Linked DNA regions of Zea mays: region 2 is linked to region 1. The links are chromatin contacts, called in public Hi-C maps. All regions are on one chromosome and are shown on one strand. The core of a region is the stretch at or near the end of the contact, and the rest is flanking DNA. Distances in the headings are between cores, read along the strand shown.

Region 1 (5,853 bases), core at 1,865-4,364:
ATGGCAACAGTATGTGCGAGATGTACAACGCCAGGGATTACTGCTGTGGCACACTTCACATGGCATTCTGACAGCTGACAGTTAACAAACATGCTACACTTGTTCTAATGGTGGACCAAATTGCGGACAAGTGAGCACGCTTCAGCCATTCAGAAGCCCTCCAAAAAAAAACAGGCGAGTGACCGGCAAGAAAGGCCAAGTATCTTCTTCTGCAACGGCTATACCACACTGCACTACTGCTTATAATGTTTAAAAAAAAACAAGTTCGAACATATCAAGTTGTCATGAATGAAGTTGTCTTAACTTTTGTGTTTATGAAGCACAATAGCCCAAACTAAGACAACTTAAGCTGACGTACATCAAGAACCAATCCCCAAAGAAGCAACTCAAAAATCATTCAAAAATAACAGTATTTCCTTCAAGCTAAATCACTCGACTCTTGGCATTTCAGAATTCTGTTTACGCTCGCTATGTTTTAAGGCCCATGCTTCAAAATCATTCACCTTTTTAAAAGACCACTGGACTGCTTAATTTATCAAATTATTTTTGTGGCAAATAAAGATGGGGAAAATATCACCAAAAAAAGTCTATAAAACAATCAAATGAAAACCTTAGGCATGACAAGTTCATCATCTGCTATATACCTAAAGCACAACTCGACATCTCGTCTTTCTAATCCAATGCAACTAGCTAGGGCTCTTCTGCTAGGAGTTGTGCACAGCAGTACTAAGTACTAACAGTTATTCAAGGGGGGGGGGGGGGGGGGGGGGGAAGTTCTCAAGTATGACTTTTCACAAGTTTCCTCTCGTCAACCTTGATGTATAATTAGAAATTCATACTGAAACAATCGCTGTTCATCGAGGAGCTAATTAGCGGTCCATTCATTGCTTAAGGCTAGGTGCTGGCGGGCAAAGGAATTGAGCAATGCAGGGCAGTGGGGGTTTCCAATCGGTGGGCACCTATGGGCTATGGCAGCTTCCATGCCTGGCCACATTGGTGGATCCACCCCTGTTTTTGTTTGATAACGATTCTCTCTGCAGATAAACTTAAGTATATTTGTGCATATTTACCATCCCAGGGTAATCAAAGAACGACAACTCAATGATTTTAGCTTTTCATCACTGTATTAGATTCAAAATTATATGGCCAGCAATAGGAAGTCTATCAAGTATCAATAGTTACATCATTAGATCAACAAACGAGGACCTCACAAACAAAATTGTGCTTCACAAGACATGTCTAGTTTCCTACAGCTGTTATATGAAAGATGTGAGTAGGGAAAACACCATAGAACACTGAGTGGGAGCCAACTATCATATTCATGCCCCAGTTTCACCCGTTACTCAAAAAGAAAAATGAACTGGCTAACTCAAGATTCTGCAATTCCTTTAAAGTTCAATCAACCCACAACAATTCACAGTATGGGTTACAGCATATAAAAAATTCAAACGACCATGCATAACCAAAATCACCAATCTCCAATTCCTTGGCACTGAACACCCACAGGCATCACTGCTGGAAAACATAGTTAAACATAAGAGAATACGTACCATGAAGATAAGAACATTCACCTTCAGTCCTCAGTCCACTTATACTCTATAAGATGAGCATTCAGTGAATAACTCAATAGTCAATAAGCGACAAGATAAAAGACTTTGTGTCACTCATTGAAGGGCCTGAATCATCTTGTGTTTAGTGGCATTCAGAGAAACTGCTGTCAAGGTAATAAATGGTAGCTGTGGCGGCCACAGCATCCCTCTGCTGTGTGTGTGTGCAGAAGGTCACGAGGGAGGGTGGAAATGCCTCGCAGCTGCTTGCTGAGCAAATAAGGCTTAATGTGTGCGGAATAGGGAGGACAGAGGGGTGGATTGTGCCAAAAATGCTTAAATTTGTGTCCAAATTTTGAATCTCAAAATATCTGGACAGAGAGATAGTAAATCATAAGACTTTGTGTCAATGCTGCAAGCATTGTTCCCCACTGAAATTACCAATCTAATATATGTATTGAGGAAGAAGCAGCTTTCTTCCAACATGATATACTAGAGACCAGCAAAGAATTTCAACGCTGATATATGTGGCTCGAATATTCTAAATCCACTGAATCTACAGAAAATTTGATGTAACATATTTCTGATGATAACAAGAGGTGCTATGATACAACTCAGATTTACCCTGATCTCAAGAGGAAACGGGCTAACTCCACAGGAAACCAATTGAGAGCATAAAGCCTACTTGCCTGGACTCCTCAAAAATGAGGGCTCTGTCCGGCAATGCCTGAGCCCGCCAGAGAAGATGTTAGCGAAGGCCTGCAGGTTCTCGTCTGAGGGGCTCGTGCGTATCTTTCTTGGTAATGGTCCGACGCAGGGCCCGCAGAACACGACCCCGCCCATCCCCCTCGCGTCTTCCTCGGCCTCGTCGCTGCCGTCGTCCACCATCTGCTGCTTCTTGGGCGTAAGAAGCCTCGGGGACGGTGGAGGTGTCCGGTGCGCGCGGTTGAGGACGCGGAGCACGCGGCTTGGGGTCGGCGCCACGGAGGGCCCGCTGAGGGAGACGGCCGGCGAGAGGCGGAGGGCGTGGCAGGCGGCCGGGGACGGGGGCACCGCGACGAGGCTCGCGGCCACGTTGAGGAGGCCGTGGACCCTGCCGGAGGGGCGGCGCACGCCGACGGCGAACATGGACGGGGAGCCGACCGGGCGGGACAGGAGGCGGTGGTCGCCAATCAGGAAGCGCGCCGAGCCGACGAGCGAGTCCCCGCCGAAGTGCCAGGAGCCCGCGGCGGCGGCGGCGTAGATCTCAACGGAGACGGCGGCGGGCGAGTCGTCGGCGAGCGAGGCCTCCCGCACGCGAAAGAGGAGGCGCGCGTGCCACGCCGGGTCGAGGCCGCCCGTGGCGTCGGGGAGGGTCTGGAGCTTGTGCCCCGCGTCGACCCAGGCCACCGCGTACGCCTGCAGCCGCCGCCGCACGCCGGACGGGGGCTTGAGCCCCTGCGCGGAGATGAGGGCCACCTCCAGAAGCCGCTCGCCCTCAGGGAGCCCCAGCCCGGCCTCCTCGTCCGGCGCCTCCATCGCCGGCGAGCGACGGAGCTAGGATTTCTCGATCGGGTGCGGGAGGGCGAGACGACGGAAGGCTTTGGCGGGCGGGCGGGCGGGTGGTCGGATTTGGGGTCTCACGGTTACGGGGATTTGAACGGACGGCCTGATGCAAGCCGTGGCTGCTGGATCGGAAGGTTATGAACGAGTCCCGCCAGGGGCCAACGTTCGAACTTTGATGAAATGATGAAGCGGTGATGGCTGCCAGCCTGCCAGCTGCGTCCGCCGAATTCTGAGCTTCGGCCGTGCTCGGCCCGACCCAATGAGGAGGAACCTAACAAAACGGCCCGCTTTGGAGAACCTTCCAATGCGGTTGGGCCATTGCTCCGGTTTCCCTTGATTCAGCCCATATAAGGATATAGCCAGGCTAAGAACAATTCCAACAGTAACAAAAAAAAAACAAAGGTCCCAAAACATAGTAACTGGAATCTATTTAAAAGTATGAAATCTAAAAAATTAAGGAGTAACTCTAACAAGTCCCAATAATTTTCCAAAAAATGTTTAATAAAAATAACAATGATTATTTAAATAACAAGGATACTACACTGTTATATTTTGATATTCATTATACTGCACCGCGCTTGTCAATTTTCCTAAACAAGCAAGGCAAGGCATGCTGTCCAGCGGAACGGAGTAGTGCTCGCCCTCCCCATGCCGGTGGCTGAGCGAGTACATGAAAGCAAATCAAGCCATGCCGAGTCTAGGGAGCGGGCGGACGCAGGAAGAGAATTAATGAGGTTAAAAAAAACTACGTGACAAAATTAATCAAAATTGAAAAACTAGTTTTGCATAAAATCCAAATTGCATATCAATATACCATACTATAAGTTAAAATAAGAAACCTATATAGACAAAAGAATCAAACATGACGTTATAAAACGTTTGGATCCCTTTATTTTAGAAAAATTAAAATTCTATTAATAAAGTAATTTATTTAGCTTGGAATTTAACATTCCACCATTTTTCAAAGTTCAAATATAAGCTTATCTCAAATTTATAAAGTAGAGAATGATAAATGATTTTATGTATTAGTATAATTTGTTTCTACTCTGTAACTTACATAAAAATCTTTGTCTCACTCCTTAAAAATGTAGTACATAAATATCTACGACATTTTGCTAATAATAGTATACAAATATATTTTGCATAAAACCGAAATTAACTTAATTAACATATTCCTAAATTATTATTATTAAAGTGGAATTCAATTTTAATGATCCAAACGGGACGTAAGTTCTTACTGACCGAATCGAAGCCATACTTACCTGTCAAATGTGTATCTCTTTGAACATGGGCACCAGAAAAGGGACAGTGTCAGGCGGCCTCTCCGACACGAAGCTAGGACTCGCTTGTTCACCAAACTTACCGAGAATGGATCGCATCGTCGTGACGAGGTGACGAGCGAGATGAGGCCCGTCAAATGTATCAGCGTCACGACGATGACAAATGGAGTGTGGGTGTCCGGATCAGGGAATTGGATGACAAGTTTTTTTTTCTTTTTACTCACTCCGAGAATGGATGAGAAGTTTTACTCATGCGGGAAAATTGGGAGATGGATTAGGGAGTTGTTGGTGACCATTTTTTTCTTTTTTTCCCTCTAAAATAGGATTGGGAGAATATTTTTTGGTTCCTGATGCAGTTGCTCTAAACACGCCCTCTGTAGAATTTCCTCAACCCGTACTCGCTGGTCGCTGCTGTGAATGCGACTTAGCAAGGAGACGCTGGACAGCTGGAGTCTACGCCCCTGGTGAACCGTGAACGGGCATCGATCACAGCCGCTGTTGCAGCAAGGAGACGCTCGTGCACAGCGATCAAGTAACATTTTTCTGATCCTCCAGGGACCAGAGAATATGTTTACTACTACGTTTCTTGTGAGCGCGGTGCACTGCATGCAATTTGCGAGCACGGTCTGCAACTCGGTGCAAGATGGGCAGCTCGAACACCGCCCGTGGGCCCTGGTCGTCCCTCGAATTCTTTGCAAGCCGTGTGGTCGCGTCGAGGGCCCCCCGACTGATTTGATCGGCCAATGAAACAACGGGCAGCACAGCGGAATCGCAGGACTCGGCGGCATCCCATCCATCCCTGGCCGGACCGGAGCGGCGAGCCGCGAGCCCACGACGAGACCGGATGGGACGTGTGAGTGCTCTGCTGCCCGACCCCGTCAAAGCACAAAGATCCCCACGCCACACCACACCACAGCACAGCACCACGGTCGGCTGACCCACACCAGAGGACGGACGGGCAGGGGGGGCAGCAGGACGCACACGCAACACTCCACTCCGACGTCCCGTCGCCACCCTACTACCATCACCCACCGCCAGCACCCGTGGTAGTAGACAAGACAACTCGTGGCTGGGCAGGGGCCCGCGCCGCGCGCGGTAGCCGGCAGCCACGCGGCCATGGCCCATGCGGCCGAGCGCGGGGATTCCCTCGGCGCCGGGAAAGCGGAGCCGCGCGCCGTGCCGCAGCTGCAGGGATGGGGTCAGCCGATACGACTTGCCTCTGCAGTCACGCGATCCGTGCCTGCAGTCCGTCCATCACAGATCGAACAGCTACTAGCTTCTATGTGCTTTGTCCTTCCACAGCTAGCTCCCGGCCTATTAACTCCCGGCCCAATATGTCATTAGCCACGGCTGGCGCTGAAGCTAGGTATTTTTGGCGCCGGTTCTGTTTTTTTATTTTTGGCGCGATGGTGACTTGTGCCACAGCTTTGGCGTTCTCTTATTTTTCTTCCCATGAGAAATCGAATTAACTTGGAATCGAT
Region 2 (5,853 bases), core at 1,336-3,835, 84 kb after region 1:
TTACAGGTGCCAAAGGTTCACAATAAGCCAATAAAAAGACCAAGAAAAAGGGTTCAAACAAAGAGAGCAAGGGATAACCGAAGTGCTCCCTGGTCTGGCGCACCGGACTGTCCGATGTGCCACAGGACAGTGTCCGGTGCACCACCGAACAATGTCCGGTGCACCAGGGAACTCCAAGCTAAACTCAACATCTTCGGGAATTCTCAGAGGCGCTCCGCTATAATTCACCGGACTGTCCGGTGCACCACCGGACAGTGTCCGGTGCCCCAGGGGAGAGCAACTCTGAACTCGCCAGCTTCGGGAATCCGCTCCGCTATAATTCACCGAACTGTGCGGTGAGTCACCGGACAGTGTCCGGTGTGACAGCGGAGCAACGACTACTTCACGCGTAACAGTCGACTGCAACGAATTAAATGCGCGCCTGTGCGCGCAGAGGAGCAGAGCACGCGCGGGTGGCACACCGGACAGTCTACAGGACTTGTCCGGTGCACCATTGGACAGCCAGGCGGGCCCACAAGACAGAGCTCCAACGGTCGAACCCCAACAGTCTGCTGACGTGGCTGGCGCACCGGACAGTGTCCGGTGGCGCACCGGACTGTCCGGTGCGCCATGCGACTGCAGCCTTCCAACGGCCACTTTGTGGTGGTTGGGGCTATAAATACCCCAACCACCCCATATTCATTGGAACCAAGTTTCCACACTTCTACACATTACAAGAGCTATAGCATTCAATACTAGACACACCAAATAGATCAAATCCTCTCCCAATTCCACACAAGGCTTTAGTGATAAGTGAGAGAGATTTGTTGTGTTCTTTTGAGCTCTTGCGCTTGAATTGCTTCCTTCTTTCATTCTTTCTTGCGAACAACTCAATTGTAACCAAGGCAAGAGACACCAATTGTGTGGTGGTCCTTGCGGGGAAGTTTGTTCCCGTTTGATTGAGAAGAGAAGCTCACTCGGTCCGAGGGACCGTTTGAGAGAGGGAAGGGGTTGAAAGAGACCCGGTCTTTGTGACCACCTCAACGGGGAGTAGGTTTGCGAGAACCGAACCTCGGTAAAACAAATCCTTGTGTCACACTCTTTATTAGCAACTCGAGATCGAGTGGTTACCCGATGGTTTAAAGCGAATGGAGAGACAAAGATTCAAAGAAAGAAACTGTAGATCACGGGATTGATACGCGCTGAAATACACGCGCAGGTCATGCACGTGGGCCAATCTGGTTAGGTTCAACCGCGTAGCTAGTGACTATCCTGGGCTTCCTTTAGTTATTGTAAGCCTAGGGCTAATAATATATAAACTATATATAAGCTAGCGCTATTTGTCACCTAGGGTAAAGCTTCATCTGGACGAGTCTCACCTCCGTCCCGCACGTCCCCTGCATGCCCGCATGCAAAAAAAGCTGCCCTCTCTCCCGCGTGTCCCTTTTCCTATTTTTTTGTTCAGATTCGTCGGTAATAGCCGAACGTCTCAACAGTAATAGTCGAACGTTTCGTCAGTGCTAACCGAACGTTTCATTGTTAATAACTGAACGTTTCGTTAGTATTAAGCAAACAGTTCGTCGGTAAGAACCGAACATTTCACTGGTTATTACATGACGTTTCGTCGGTAATAACCGAACGTTACAGTAATTACATGATATTTCATCAGTAATTACTGCATGTTTTGTCAGTAATAATCGAGCGTTTCGTCTGTAGATAACCGACTGCTTCGTTGGTAATTATTGAACGCCCTGTTAGCAATTATAGAGTGTTTCATTAGTAATAACTGAGCATTTCGTCAGTAATTACCGATTGTTTCTTCAATAATTATTGTGTGTTTCGTCAATAATTTCATAATATCTCTTCACTACTAGAATTATTATTGAGTAAATGTTGTAAAATTACTGACTGATGACTGCAGTATTACTGATTGTGTATATTGTTGGATGTATATGTATGTACACAAAAAAAAGATGACATGCTTCAAAAAAATGTGGTACCATATTTTACATCCCTAAAATAATATGTCACCCCACATGCATACATTTGGCAACAAAAAAGGGAAAAAAAATAGTGATTGGGACCACCCCACAAGCAGGTACCACAACAAAAAAGGAAAAAAAATTAATCGTGTCGTGCCTGTTCTAAAAATTTAGTCCAAAATATGGGTCGAGAGCACGACCCAACTTTCAACTCTAATGGAAACCATGCCCTTGCAAAATTGGCCTTGAGGCCTCATTGCCGCCGACCCATTCCCTTGCCGAGTAATCTCGTAACTCCTAAATGAAAGTGGGAAGAGATCATGGTGATAGCTGCAAAATTATCGCGCAAAACTGCGTCTGCAAGTTAAAGTACCGACAAGTACAAATGCATGGGTGTTTCGAATTGTCAATTCTCAGCTCCAGTTTAAACTGTCAGGGACAGATCTTCTCACAGGGGCCACCACCTCGACCGCTTCCATTTGAATATCGCCGGACCGGACAGAGACAGAGCGCGCCTCATTTCCTCTCGCAGAGACGAGAGACTGCTTTTGCATGGCAGGCAGGACCATCCGCAGCCACGTACTGGTCCCGGCCGTCAGGCTCAGGTACTCTCGCGGACAGGACTTGGAAGAACTTGTCGGCGGCGAGGAGCACAGTAGCATCATCTCCCATCTCCCTCCCTGCTGAATGCTGATCATCTAGCTAGGTTTTACTAACGCAGAAAGATGGTCGTGGCAGCTGGTGTTGGACGAGGGTTTACCCATGCATGCAACGCCGCACTTTGCCCGCATACGGACGTGCATGGGAACTTGCAGTGCATGACACCCTGTTTGTACTCCATGCATGATCTACCACGCATAGCATAGCCCTGGGCCCTGGCCCTGGGGTATTCAAATCTTTCAGCTCCTACAAAGGTGCGTGCGAAACCGTTCTTACAGTGTGCCTGAGAAAATGGTCTGTGGTCCATATCTCCTCCTTTTGCTGCAAGTTCATTATAAAATTGGAGGGGGACAAACGCTAGTACGTCAAGGCCAAGAATCATAGCGGCAAGGCGAATCGAAGAGATGTCACATGATGCTGTTGGCGTCGACATATATACAGTTTGAGAGAGAGATATATACTGATGTTCCTCCCTTATTATTAATTGTCGGATTTTCTTAAAGTTTAACTATATATTTATAGAAACTATTATCATCATTTGTATCTTCAAATAAACTTACTGTAAAAATAGATTCAATAATACATTATTGATACTAATTATACATTATAAATATTATATATTGATTTTCGAAAGCAAGAATAACAATTGTTTAGGGACTGAGGAAGTATAAATTTTAGACCTATATACTATCTCTATCTCGAAACAAATACAACTCTAGCTCTGTCTAGTCAAACTTTCTAAAGTTTGAAAATTTTATACAAATCTTATAACACAAACATGTACGCTATGAAAATATATCTCATGGTGTATGCAGTGACACTTATTTGGAGGCATAAATATTCGTATCTTACATAAATTTAATTAATTTTTAAAAAGTTTGACTTGGTATTGTATTGTAATTGTATTATTTTTTGGATGATAGTGATATGCAAAAGTAGCCAACTAGTAGTATATATGGACATCACTTAACATTAACATTGGTTATGATAGTTTTTAGGATTAGAAAAACATTGATCTAACAAATAAAGGGGTCTTAGATAGCCTAAATGTGGTCAAGGACATGTACACTTCGCAAAATCAGACCAATCTCAATAGGAGTTTTTTTAGCATTAAATTAATAAGATGGCATGTCATAGTATAAATAAAAAGAGATGATAAAAGTTTTATGTGATAAAATGAGTTTTATGAGGATGAAACTTGTTTACATTGTTTCAAATACCCGAGAATCTTAGAAAAATTAACATTAGACCCCTGTTGAGAATGACCTGCTTAGGTAGTAAATATAGCTCGCATATGTCATTAGTGCCTTTGTAGATATAACAGACGTTGGTGTCGATGGAAGGCGTGTTCTCTTTGCACCATGGCTTCGGGGCTAACCTAAAGAGGACAACATGTCAACACCCACCTTAGGCTTAAGAAATCAAACATCTGATAATGCCACGTACTCTTGGCTTGTACAAGTTGATTATAATAGCATCAAATAGGCCTGAAAGAAGAAGTCTAGGTTACGGGTTTAGTGCTCTTGATGACCTAATTGATGAAATGTTTGATGTTGAGATGTGGCAAAAACAAGGTTATGTAGAGCTGAGCTTCGTCAACCCTTGAAAGTCCCGAGTCCAGAGCCCAAACTGGCTCCCTTTAGTCGGGTAGTCAGACATTGCATGCTCTCCTAAACTATAATCAAATTATTCATTTGTTGCATATTAATTATATTTGTTATGAATTATATTTTATGTTCATTGGATAGTAATTACAAATGTAACCATATCAAGTTTATATTATAATAGTTAAAATTGTTAGTTAAAGATTGTAACAGATATTCAGTTAAGTCTTAATTTGTGTTCGTGCAATACAAACTAGTACTCATACTCTTTTCATCCCAAAATAAGTGTCATTTCAATTTACTAATTTTTTTAGCTTTGATCAAATGTGTATGAAAATATATTACTATTTATAATATATAGATAGACCATTGAGTTTATTGCTAGCATTTTCTAAAAATATAGTTCAATCATAAGAAAGTTTGATCGGCTAAATATCATAGCGATATCTATTTTTATTTTAGGACGGATGAAGTATATTAGAGTGCTAATTGCATTTATGGGTAATCCTCTATTATTATAAGTTGTAGGTGCTGATCATGGCAGACTAGCTAGATAACAGGTAGGCACTGGTTAGCGAACCTAAAACTTATTACGTGGCTAGGAGAATGTTAATGTTGGTTTGTGCATGAATTATAACATGTCAAATTTAACTAAATAAATAAAAACTAATATTTATAATGAAAACAGGTATTGTTAGCTTAACCAAAGTTTTTTTCAAGTAAACCTTTTAAAAACCACAAAAAATAATATATATTTGAGGGTCAGATCAACCCTCAAGCAAACTATTTTTACATATTAATGCTGTGTTTTATAAATTTAGTTAAGTTTAGAATTAATTAGTTTTTTGAAAGCAAAATTGTACCGTCTCGGGACAGAAAAATAGAGTTATATTGGTTTTAGGATAACATTTAAAATCTTGGTAGAATTGTATTCTTTCGCGAATGAACAAAGAGAGTATCAGTGGCTCGCGAATTCTTTTTTTAAGGGAAAAAACTCCTCGCACAAAGGGGAGATGCTTGGCTGCAGAGATCCCATTTCCTGCAGTCATAAAAGGGAGTTCACACCACCTTTTTATTGATCGGACCATTCCAGGCGTATGGAATCTTATGTTGAATCAAAGGGACATCCATCCAAAGAACACTATAGTGAAAACTGAGAACACGGGTACATCCGCTATGAAGAAAGAGAGAGATAGATCTAAGGTCATATATCAAAGGATTCTAGAGGATAAGGACATGTACAAATACAATAGGTGTCTTAAGCTGCGTCTTTGAGTATGTATAATGAAATAATGTAAAAAAATCAAGACATGTATCTTAACGAGTTTTTTTGGCTCTATGCTTGAGACAGAGGACTAACTGATTGATCAATTTAATTTATTGAATGTTTTGATTGGTGCAATGAATATAACAATACACATGTTTTAGATACGTCCACTGTATTATATTGTGTTTTAGCTGTGTCTTATACTTGTCGTACCATGCAGCGGTGTCAGGATTGTACATGCCCTAAGATACAATAATGTTTAGATTTGTTGACCTAAGATACAATAATGTTTAGATTTGTTGAGTTGTATGAAAGAGTTTGTTAGATGTATATAATGCTTAGAGTGCAACATAGAAGTAAT

Evidence for each region. A called contact is a pair of places that touch in the nucleus more often than the background predicts.
Region 2: a contact with region 1 is called in a Hi-C map of ear, with 5 times the contacts expected there. The contact joins the enhancer-like site here to the promoter of LOC100384712 in region 1. A contact is called at or near these places in 9 of 25 Hi-C or Micro-C datasets (bundle sheath, ear, endosperm and 2 more).

The regions. Positions count from the first base shown.
Region 1 is chr3:217,652,499-217,658,351 of Zm-B73-REFERENCE-NAM-5.0, forward strand. LOC100384712 (Calcium-dependent lipid-binding (CaLB domain) family protein) reads right to left here and starts at 3,115. Exons shown (of 1, transcript NM_001177186.1): 1 at 1,515-3,115. The coding sequence starts at 3,065. The coding sequence ends at 2,229.
Region 2 is chr3:217,736,741-217,742,593 of Zm-B73-REFERENCE-NAM-5.0, forward strand. No RefSeq gene overlaps it. Among protein-coding and RNA genes, the nearest start is that of MIR319a, 6.0 kb to the right of the region's middle. Within about 2 kb of position 2,586, at least 9 of the 20 cell types and tissues checked have an H3K27ac peak or open chromatin away from gene starts, as enhancers often do. A contact at or near this core is called in ear and tassel, where this site is marked.